Linked DNA regions of Zea mays: regions 1 and 2 are each linked to region 3. A link is a contact called in public Hi-C data. All regions are on one chromosome and are shown on one strand. Each heading gives the region's core, a stretch centred on a gene start, on an enhancer-like site or on the middle of the called end of the contact. The rest is flanking DNA. Distances are from core to core; before and after follow the strand shown. Region 1 holds the start of LOC100191618. Region 2 holds the start of LOC103633514 (Lactoylglutathione lyase / glyoxalase I family protein). Region 3 holds the start of LOC103633515 (protein transport protein SEC31 homolog B).

The links. A called contact is a pair of places that touch in the nucleus more often than the background predicts.
Region 1: a contact with region 3 is called in a Hi-C map of leaf, with 4 times the contacts expected there. The contact joins the promoter of LOC100191618 here to the promoter of LOC103633515 in region 3. A contact is called at or near these places in 2 of 25 Hi-C or Micro-C datasets (ear and leaf).
Region 2: a Hi-C map of leaf shows a contact between it and region 3, with 5 times the contacts expected there. The contact joins the promoter of LOC103633514 here to the promoter of LOC103633515 in region 3. A contact is called at or near these places in 11 of 25 Hi-C or Micro-C datasets (bundle sheath, ear, endosperm and 3 more) and 2 of 3 datasets of contacts at active chromatin or transcription factors (leaf and seedling).

Annotation. Positions count from the first base shown.
Region 1 is chr7:179,667,514-179,671,073 of Zm-B73-REFERENCE-NAM-5.0, reverse strand. It overlaps LOC100191618, which reads left to right and starts at 1,703. Exons shown (of 4, transcript NM_001137047.1): 1 at 1,703-2,544. The coding sequence starts at 2,078.
Region 2 is chr7:179,778,365-179,782,099 of Zm-B73-REFERENCE-NAM-5.0, reverse strand. LOC103633514 (Lactoylglutathione lyase / glyoxalase I family protein) reads left to right here and starts at 1,723. Exons shown (of 2, transcript NM_001159159.2): 1 at 1,723-2,084; 2 at 2,202-2,704. The coding sequence starts at 1,798. The coding sequence ends at 2,568.
Region 3 is chr7:179,920,909-179,924,696 of Zm-B73-REFERENCE-NAM-5.0, reverse strand. LOC103633515 (protein transport protein SEC31 homolog B) reads right to left here and starts at 2,372. Exons shown (of 22, transcript XM_008655197.3): 1 at 1,806-2,372; 2 at 1,673-1,730; 3 at 1,468-1,590; 4 at 1-69. The coding sequence starts at 2,125.

The DNA.
Region 1 (3,560 bases), core at 454-2,953, 250 kb after region 3:
GTTTCTATCAATTTCCAAAGCAGCATGGCTGGGTTCAGAAACTCCACATACTTTGAAATTACTGCCCTGTATTCAAGGAATACCACCATTGATTCTTATTGACGGTGGAAGTTCTCATTCATTCTTGAATGACAAGTGGAAGCAGTCCTTGCAAGGTGTATCACAGAAATCTTCTTGTCTGCATGTGCAAGTGGCTAATGGAGCAGTAGTACCTTGCCAGCACGCCATATTACAGGCCAAGTGTTAGATACAAGGATATGAGTTCGTGTCAGACTTAACATTTTTCAAACTACCCCACTGTGATATGATCGTCTGAATGGATTGGTTGGAGTCTTTTAGCCCAATGGAGGTCGATTGGGTGTAGAAATGGTTTTAATACGTGAACTAAGTTGAACGATCATTGCTTGTCTCGTGCTACTTGTATTTTACGTCTCCTTTAGAATTACCTTGTTTTTGAAAATTTAAAAAACATATCGTTAGAGTCCAAAATTTTAAAAGCACATGTTTCCTCTCAATTTTAGATCATGATCGAAGTAGCGCCCTCGCTATAAGATTTAAGGATAAAGGTATCCGCAGTGGTTTTCTTTAAATTTGTCTCCCTATAGCCTACTTTTGTGCCACCTTAGCTAGATTCTACCTTCTACTTTTCATCTCCCGCAACAGTTCCTCCTATATTCTCTCTATACCACACTACAATCATAAAATATCATTATTCAACCATATTCATCATATATTATCAAGTTTCTTCAACTATTAAAAAAACTGACGTACACGCGAACAAAGAAAGGGGAGCCAGTGTCCTCATGCTGTTTCTGGCGGAATTCTATTCACTTCCGCCGGCCGGGGCCTTATAGGGGACACCGCTGCAGCCGTGGGAGCTCCTGTAGCCACGAGATCGAGGGGAGGGGGCGGTCTGGCGGGAACCGATGCAGCTAGCCTAAACCATCGTTGCACCATGTTCCTTTTAAGAAACTGATTTTATAATACAACTAAGTGTGCTTTATAAACACTACTACCACTTTTGTGTTGAAATACAAGGAATCAAAATTTATCCTAAAACAAGCTATCATAAAATTTAAGCAGAAAGATACAAAATAATATTAATATTTATCACATCAAAGAGGTAAGTTATGAAACTACATTTCAAAATGATGTTAATTTGATACCATGTTTTTTTATAGTTAATATCATTAGAAAATAGATGTTTTTATTGTTTTTAGGATAGAGAGTATTATCTACTACTATAATCTATCTATCTACTACTATAAAACATCAGTTTCGATGGTCGTCATGCTTCACGCGCGAAATACGTATGCCTATTCACCTCCCTTACCAACTGTTATAGGCCGTGAAAGCTACCTAAGGATGTATTAGTGGGCCGCTACATCACGGATACACCGTGAAAAATCATACAAACCCAACACGACAGAAAAGCGACACACGGTGTATGTTCCTTTCTAACTCATATCTCTTTAGGTCTTTTAACCAAGATAAAATGTAATATCTGTTTTTGTGTGGCATCATAATACACAAGCATTGTATTATGTAACATTGATACGTCTTTGTTATGGTTATTACTCATCAAACATAATATACTCGAGCAACACACGGGTCATTAACTAGTAATATATAAAACGCTAACTAGTCTAGTATTATATAGAAAATTCCTCAAACCGGTCTTACCGGACGCAAGCTGGTTTGCCTGCCTGGCAAACAGCAACGCGAGTTCAGGTCATCAGGTTTCAGGTGTCCATCCAACCTTCTGTCGTCTCCGGGTGCTCCGGGCCAGTCGTCGACGGCGAGCCGTACGTATATTATTACCCCCAGGCGAAACCCAAAGAGAACCCGTACCAACCCAAACAAAACCACACACCACCTCCTCGCCGGCTCGTCATCGCCATCGCCATCGTCATCGCCATCGCCATCGTTTCATTGCGAGTCTCCGTTTCATCTCGCCCCCTCACCCCCACACACACTGGAATCCCCGCGTCTGAATCCGGCGCCCCCGCCCCGATCCGCGCCGAATCGCCGCCGCTCGGGGTGGAACCCTAGCCCGATCTCGATCCGTTTCTCCGCGATGGGCGCCGGCCGTGTCTGTCGCGGCGGCCCCTCCTCCGCCTCCCCCGCCGCAGGGCGGCCGTTCTCGACGCTCGCCGCGTCGTCCTCCGCCTCCCCTTCCTCGGCTCCTTCAGAGACGGCGTCCACGTCGGTCACCAAGACGGTGAACGGCTCCCACCACTTCAAAATCGCGGGCTACTCTCTCTCCAAGGGAATCGGGGTGGGGAAGTTCATCGCTTCCGAGTCCTTCAACGTGGGGGGATTCGACTGGGCGATCTACTTCTACCCCGACGGGAAGAGCGCCGAGGACGGCGCTGCCTACGTCTCGCTCTTCATAGCCCTCGCCAGCGAGGGCACCGATGTGCGCGCGCTGTTCGAGCTCACGCTCGTCGACCAGAGCGGCAAGGGTCAGGATAAGGTGCATACCCACTTCGGGAGGTCGCTCGAGAGCGGCCCATACACCCTCAAGTACCGCGGCAGCATGTGGTGAGTCTTCCTTACCCTATGTGTGTGAGACGGGTGTGCATGTCACAAAACTTTGTGGTGCCTGCCAAATTGAACTGACCTGCCCAATTGGAACTTGCTAAATTGATCATTATCTTGAGTAGGAAATGATGTATGTGCTCTAAGATTATGGGCAACGACTACTGTACAATCATGCCTTATGTGAAAGCGTGCAAACCAACATCCTGGTTCATCAGATCATTAGATCATGATCCAACTGTAGATATAACTGTGGTGTGTTAATAAATCTATGTGAGCTGGTGGTGGAAGTGTTTAAGTGTTAAATATGACATACGGTTGGATCATGATCTAACAGACTAGGACGCTCCCTTGCACGTTTGCACATAAGGTTTGATTGCACAATAGTCGTTTCCAAGATCATGTTGGTTAAACTTCAACTTTGTATATGTTGTAAAACTGAGAGATGCTGGTGTGCATGGTGGCTGGTTGCCCTGCCCCTTAAGTTCTTTTAGTCACTTTGTATTCACAAGTACTATTGTCTTGAGGTGAAGTGCATTCAGTTTTTGTATGTTCTTATTATTAGATAAGTCGTATAGGATCTGATCTCTACACCAACCGTCTTACAAGTAGATTAGGATATTCATATCTAAGTTGGAGTAAGTTGAATATATCATGTAATCTCTTTTGTCTTTATCTATTTGAAGAACATGCAGGCTCACATCTATTGATGTAGAGCACCTTTGTCTATTTGAAGAACATGCAGGCTCACATCTATTGATGTAGAGCACCACACATATGTCGTTGTCTTTGTTTGTTTTGTACGTTCATCGGAGCCTGACCGGCGAGACAACGCCAGGCTAGTAGCTCGACTTCATTGCCCATGCATGTGGTTCTTTAGCTGATCATCGAAAAGTTTTCCAAGAACAACCATGCAACCTGGCGAGCTCAGATTGGAGCTACCATCCAGGGAGCCCATCTAGAAGGCTACATCAACAGGAAGAAGTCGATGCCCCTAGTTGAGATGAAAGAGAAGAAAG
Region 2 (3,735 bases), core at 474-2,973, 140 kb after region 3:
TCCGACACGATCCACATGCATGTGCCAATCTTAGATCGGCTTGGGCCAATAAAACTTATAGTGTTTAATTTCTTTAATTTAATAAGCTATAGACATTATATGGTTACAATATTTAGATTTTTATGTGGTTCAAATATATAGATCGAGCTTAGGTTAACATGGTGCGATGAAGATCCTACTTAATTTAAAGCTAGACTAAACCTGCAAGTTTTTGGGACTTTTCGTTCTAGACCGAAGCACGACCCATGACTAGTAGTGACACCGGGGTTTAATTTTCCGGAACGAGATCAACGAATTTTGGTAATATTTTCCGTTTTCGCTACTCACCGAAAAACTAATTTCAGCCCAATTTTAAATGGATTTTAATTCAAAATATAAAAATATAAAAGTCAAAATTTGGTCGAAATTCGATCAATGTAAACGAAATTGGTGAACCCTTGTGACACCTTGCGGCATATCACAACCTAGCGCATGCACCGAATTTTTTGTATTTTGTCCTTTTCTTAGAAAAAAATTCAGGTTTGGACCTTAAAAAATTTTGATGTCATTTTTGGACTCTTTGCTCGGCGCCATAGCCTATGGCGCCGAGGTACGTGTTGCGCTGTCCCACCCCTGACGACGTGGCGCCGACGTGCCACCGAGCTCGGCGCCAAGATCTATGGCACCGAGCTCGGATATATAATTGCAAAGCTTGTCTAGCTTAGTTGGTAGAGTGATATTCAATACACATTTGTGGTAAAGTACAACGACGGGATGATTTTATAAAGTACTCCGTACTTCTAAAGGGTGGGTTATTTATGTACATGGTCCTTGCGTTACGGAGTTTGAATAAACAAAAACAAAAAAATATATAGATGAATAAACAAATCAGTCACAAAAACAAAAAAAATCTAGATGAGAAATAAATCTGGACGGACAAATCAGCAACATAAACAAAAAATATGGACAACAAAAAACAAATTTGTGACAAAGACAAAAAAGAAAACTATTAAACGCCCACCATGAGACTTGAACCCACAACCTCAAGGTTAAAAACCTTATACTCTACCGACTAAGCTAGATGAGTTTTGTCATTACATATTCGAGCTCGGCGGCATAGATCTTGGCGCCGAGCTCGGTGCCACGTTGGCGCCACGTCGTCTAGGTTGTGCCAGCGCAACACGTTCTTCGGCGTCATAGCCTATGGCGCCGAGATGTGTTACCTCGGCGCTATAGGCTATGACGCCGAGTAAAGGGTCCAAAAGTGACATTAAAATTTTTTAAGGTCTAAACGTGAATTTTTTTCAGAGAAACGGACAAAATACAAAAAGTTCGGGCGCATGCATGGGTGGGGTGACGGTGGCGCTCGCAACTCAGTAACTCACACGTGCCCGCTCGGACTCAAGGGGCTGGGGCACGGGCATGGGCATGGGCGCATGGCATGCCTGCAAGCAGAGTGTAGCAGACGGCGTCAGCACGCCACCTTGGCCGCTTGGCGGCCACACGGTGCCGACCTGACAGGGGCGCGCGCTCTCGAGTCCCAGTCCCAGGCTACTGCCGTGGCGGGCCTTACGGCCGCCACGTCGGCCGAGGCCACCCATCCATGCAAGCGGCGCATGGGAACGTGGCATTCCGGCGCGACGGCACGACCGCGCTCCCGCGCCATGCGTCACGGTCACGTGCACGCAGAGCCCCGCTCGCCTTCTATAGGTAGCGCCGCGCGGGTGGCGTCGCTTCTGGTCTGTGGCGGATCGGATCGACACCCAGCCAGCGCGTGGAGAGTAGAACACCCCCAAGAGGCCAGGACTGAGACTGACCATGGGAGAAGCGTGCAGGGACGCGGCGGCTGCGGGCCGGCAGCTGCTGCAGGACGAAGCGGGCGGAGGAGGAGGGCGTCACGCGGAGAAGGAGCTCGTCGGTGACCCGACCCACGACTCGGCCGTCTCGGCGAAGCTGTACGAGGACGTGCCGGCGACGCCGATGATGGCGCTCAACCACATCTCCCGCCTGTGCGAATCCGTCGACGCCTCCGTCCGGTTCTACGTCAAGGCGCTCGGCTTCGTGCTCATCCAGCGCCCGCCGGCGCTCGACTTCTCCGGCGCATGGTATCTAAGGACCATATATATACTTGGCTTGGCCGGCTGACTTGTTCGAACGGACCATTAGTTCACACATGCACGAGCCATGAGGTGACAATCATCTCCTGCTGCTCCTGGTTACAGGCTCTTCAACTACGGCGTGGGTATCCACCTCGTGCAGCGCGACGACGCGCGGCGGGCCCCCGACGTGAGGCCGGAGGAGGCGGAGCTGGACCCCATGGACAACCACGTGTCGTTCCAGTGCGAGGACATGGGCGCCATGGAGCGGCGGCTGCGGGAGATGCGCGTGCGGTACATGAAGCGGACCATCAACGAGGAGGAAGGGTCGCCCATCGACCAGCTCTTCTTCAGGGACCCGGACGGCTTCATGATCGAGATCTGCAACTGCGAGAACCTGGAGCTCGTCCCCGCCGGCGCCTTCGGCCGCCTCAGGCTGCCCCGCGACCGCCACAACCCGCCCGTGCGCATGGTCGCCGGCAGCGACGAGTAGAGGGGGAGGGGGCTTTCGCGTCCGCGTGACCCTCTGCCCTCCAAGGCCAGCAGCCCAGCACCACAGGGGGAGAAATAGTTTGTGGCTCATATAATCGCCGAGGGCTCTTAATTATGCTGGATTCTGGGTCGTGTTTCCTGCCGAGTTTCAGTTTTGAATTCGAATTTGTTCTAGTTTTGACCTGCTTCGGTTACCAGGAGATTCTTAGCAAGATGAACCGTGGAATAACTGTGAAACTAAACCGTGGAAGATGAATTCTCAATCAGGTCTAAATAGGCAACCGACAGCCTAGCCTGGACACTGCTTGGTTCTAGCGGGCTATAGTAGGGCAGGCTAAAATATCTAAACTGAACCTGACTACAACCATTACACGCCTTCTACTGCTACAGCTATCTGGATGAAGGAATACGATAATAGGAGATAATAGAACAGGGTATGGAATTATGTTGTATCATTCATATCCTTTTATGGTATACGCCTTCGCTCTTTTATACTTGTCTACTGTTACAATAGGCCGCTAGCTAGTCCATACGTCACAGGAGAGCGGATAGCGCGTTACAATAGTCCGCTAGCTAGCCCATACGCTCGCAGGATAGCGCGCACTGGGCTTACGCAGACGCCGGCCCACAACCACATCCTCCTTTACTTCTTTGCCTTTTGAACACAAGCCTATTTAGCGCCATTTTCAGCGTCATGACACTGAATACTGACAAACCGATCAAACCATCGGTGCTGCCAATAACAAGTAGAAATTGATATTCTCGTGGGCGAAACTTGCAAGGTAGTCATACATACTATGGGCTCTTTTTTAGCTCAGTAATCATACTTAGATGTTCTATGGACAGTCTCTCTATTTTTTTCTATTTTAGTTTTCCGTATCTAAAACCTCTATTTTTTTCTATTCTAGTTTTCCGTATCTAAAACTAAGAGCAAACTTTTGGAACTAAGAGCAAACCCCAAAAGGATGCTAATTTTTTTCTATTTTAGTCTTATTGTACTTTTCCGTATCTAAAACTAAAAGCAAACTTAAAACTAAGAGCAAACTCCAAAAGGATGCTAAAAAGTTACCACTAAAAGAGCAAACTCCAAAGGATGCTAAAATGTTATCACTAAAAAGTGATTATTGGTGGCGGGCTAAAAGTATTTAGGGAAGAATTATGAAAGAAT
Region 3 (3,788 bases), core at 1,123-3,622:
AACTATATGTTGAAACTTGGGATTCCAGGATAAACAAGAGATTTCAGCTTGAGCATGGGACCCAACACTCTGTTAAAATTATTTTAAAAATTTGATTACATGCTAAAAAAGGTGGATCCGAATAATGTAGCCAGAACATAGTGACACGGCTGAAATACCCAAATACATCCTGCTTTCCAGCTATGTCACGAGCCCTAAACCCCAACTTTATTTTCCATTAACAGCAACTCCCATCAATCATATGAATAAACAAGCATGGATATGCAGTAAGATAACATGAAGGATATTGGGGGAGGGGGGGACTTGGTTTGCATTCAACAGACTAGTGTATCACAGGCACAAACATCCAGGCGGCTACGACTATAATCTTACACAATCAGAAGTCCCCCAACTTCATCTGTGCATCAAATAGTGTAGCGCTGTAGCCAGTTCTGCTCATACTAAATGGAAATTAAAAATGAGAATGCTACTACATACTCCTTCCGTCCCAAAATATAATTCATTTCAGACGAAACAAACATTAATTAATTAACCTATGAATGTAGTTTGTATGTATGTCTATATTCGTTATCATTCATTTGAATGTGGACGTAAAAAAAGAGCTAGAAAGAACTATATTTTGGGATGGAGGGGGTATATTAAAACATAAAACATGACCGTCTGGAATGCAGTGTTATTAAAACTACGTTTGATGGTCTGGCACCTCAGGTGGAAGCTGTCCTTCAAAAAAGTGGCCGGTGAGTGCACTGTTTGGTACATGGCTGGAGCCATCAATCTTCAGAAGCTCCTAGCCATGTCGTTGCCCTCTAATCCTTAGGATTTGTGGGGGTTGGTTGGGTTCCTCCCTATTGGGTGTGGCTTGTAATTGGATTTTCTTGTGTTTTTTCGGGTTAGGCTTTTTTTTAGCCTTACCCTTGTTTTCTTTTCTATCTTAATGAAATGACACGCAGCTCTCCTACATAGTTGAAACCGCATTTTGGCGTTCTAAACTGTAGAACGCAGAGTTTCATGTGTTTTAGACCATTAGCTACTTTTGGGTCCAATCTGTTAGTTACTTTTGGTTGGGTCCAATCTGGCTCATGGGTGAAATTTTGGTAAGCCACTAACCTCTCTGTTTTGGTATTTAACTTCATGTTATTATATTATTGTCTGAAATTATGATATATTTGTATTTTTCATATTTTGTTTAAAACTACGTTTAAACTTTGTGTTTAAAAGTCAAAACTTCACCCATGAGTGTTTCAATGTTTTATCGTTTTAATAACCTTGCTGGAATGGCAAAAATCATGCTAGGGTCATCGTAAGCAAGCACGGTGAAATCATGTTTACCATGGAATGAAAAGCACTACTGAATCATTAGAAGCCATAAGTAGCAGAAACCATGCATCTCACGAATAACCATTAACCAATCAGGCAAATCCTTAATCCTCTTGTATGAGGATAAGCTCTGTGCAAAACTGCAAGTACCTTGAGTGGAGGGTACACAATTGGCTCAACGGGGTTCTTGAGATCCCAGATGCAAAGCTCCCCCTGCTCAGCCCCAGAAGCGAGCCGATTCGGTGTCAGCTCACTGAACTCCAGTCCACAAACCTGGCAGACCGAACACAAACGCGATCATCGCACGACGAACGCCAGGTGCGTAAAACTAACTAGCCAGCCCCGCGCAACTCACCGGTCCGGTGTGCTTCTCCAGACGCGCGACCATGGCGTCCTCCGCTTTCCCCTCGGAGCTGAAACAGCGGCAATTCAGTCAGAACGGGAGCAGATCCCAAGTGCGAAGCGGAGCGAGGAAGGCGGATCCGGACCTGATCAAGCTCAGCGGGTTCCACACGGCGACGGAACCGTCGCTGAGGCCACCGGCGAGGAGTCCAAGCGAAAAGGAGTCGCCCTCGACGGCGCCCGGGCGCGACCAGGAGAGGCGGTTGAAGCGGTCCGGGGAGGGCGCGGCGGCGAGGAGCGGGAGGTCCGGGGAGTCGGACTGGAAGTCGAGGCGGAAGATCTCGATGTTGGCGGAGGCGGAGAAGCTCAAGTCGACGGCGCCGGTCATGGTGCCCGCGGCGAGGTACGGCGCGTCCGGCGCCAACGCCGTCAGCGCCGCCCGCTGCGCGCTCTTGATGCACGCCATCGCCGGCGAGACCGCGCAGATCTGGGCGCGCGCGCTATAGCTCGCCCAGGGCAGGGGCGCTTTACGGAGGAATTGCGAGGGCGATCGAGATCGAAGAGGAAAGAGAAGAGAGGTGGTGGTGATGCAGCGGGAGAGGGGTTCGGCCGTTCGGGACTTGGCCGAATCGCTGCGGATCTGATCGGGCGGGGGTTTGCGCTTACGGCTTACCCTGCCTGGCGTGCTGAGACGCTTGATTTGGAAGCCTTCGGCCGGCTTTTTTTCAAAGAACTTTTTTTAAATGTTGGTTGTGAAGAAAAATTGGCTGTAGTAAAAGCTGATGATTAGAATCTGGGTGTTTGGTTCGGCTGCTGTGAAGAGAAATTGGTAGGTAGAATTTGGATGTTTAGATACGCAGATTATGAAATTGTAGATTCTGATTAAAAAAGAAACAGATAAATACAGACAACCAACTAGTGCATTACGGGACTGATAGGATTATTAAATATCAGTGTCTGAAATATATATGCTTAAATGTCCAAATTATGGTATTGTTAATATCTGAACATGAGGATTAAAGGTACACTAAACAACTGCAATGGCAGCAGCGCATGGATATACTGTTCCAAACATGAGTTAAACCTTCATCAGAAACATGTGTTGAATTTACGTGAGTTAAACCTTCGTTGGAATCGAACACGTTCCTTGCCTTTTGCCACGCTATACTCAATCTTAAAATATACGAACAGCATCACACACTAGTGTGCAGAATGTAAAGAGGTAGTGCAGGAATCACCCGCTTCCTCGCGACGCGGCCGTAGAGCCGATTCTCCATCCACGTTGAAACGGTGCAGTGGAAAGAAGCGCTTCAAGGAGAATCAAGGTAGTGTTTGGTTGAGGAGCCAAGTAGAACGGAGCCGTTCCATCCCTGATTCTAGGAACGGAGCCGCTCTGTTCTGTGTTTGGTAATCTGGAACGGAGCGGTTCTATTTTTTGTTTGGTTGCAGAGTGAACGGAACGGAGCGTGACTGTGAGAGCGGGATTGGAACGGAGCGGCTCCGTTCCATTGATTTTTTGGAGCGGAATGGTTCCGGATCTGAGGAGAATATTCTCTAATTGAAGCCATTCCGTTCTAGTTACTTTGTAACCAAACAACAACAAAACTGGAACAGAACGGTTCCGTTCTACTTGGCTCTCCAACCAAACACTACCCAAGTGGAGAATTCAGGCGTTTGGCATCGAGATCCAGCTTTTCCCCACCAGAAGCTGCACAGAATCTATTCCAAACAGGCCCTACCTATTTACGAGCGATCAAGGGTCGTTCAGCTGTTCGCTTCCTGTTAAAAAGGCAGCTGTCGGAAGCTTATACGGATTAAAACTAAACGAACTAACATAAGTGACGTGGACCATTTTAGATTCCAACATGTATCTGTAATATGTGGATCAAATTGAGACAGCTCTACTAGTGAATCTGATCCATAGTTTGAATCTATGATCTACAGTGTTTGACTCCAAATCCAAAATATTTGTTTGACTCTAGATAATTTGATTGAGACGACCTAATTTATCCTTTGATAAGCTCCACTTACCACTTTCTCTGATTCTTTCTAACTATTTTGACAAATTTGCACGAATAAAAAAACTATGGATTGTCGAAACTCAAAACGAGGTGGGTGGGGCCAGCGGG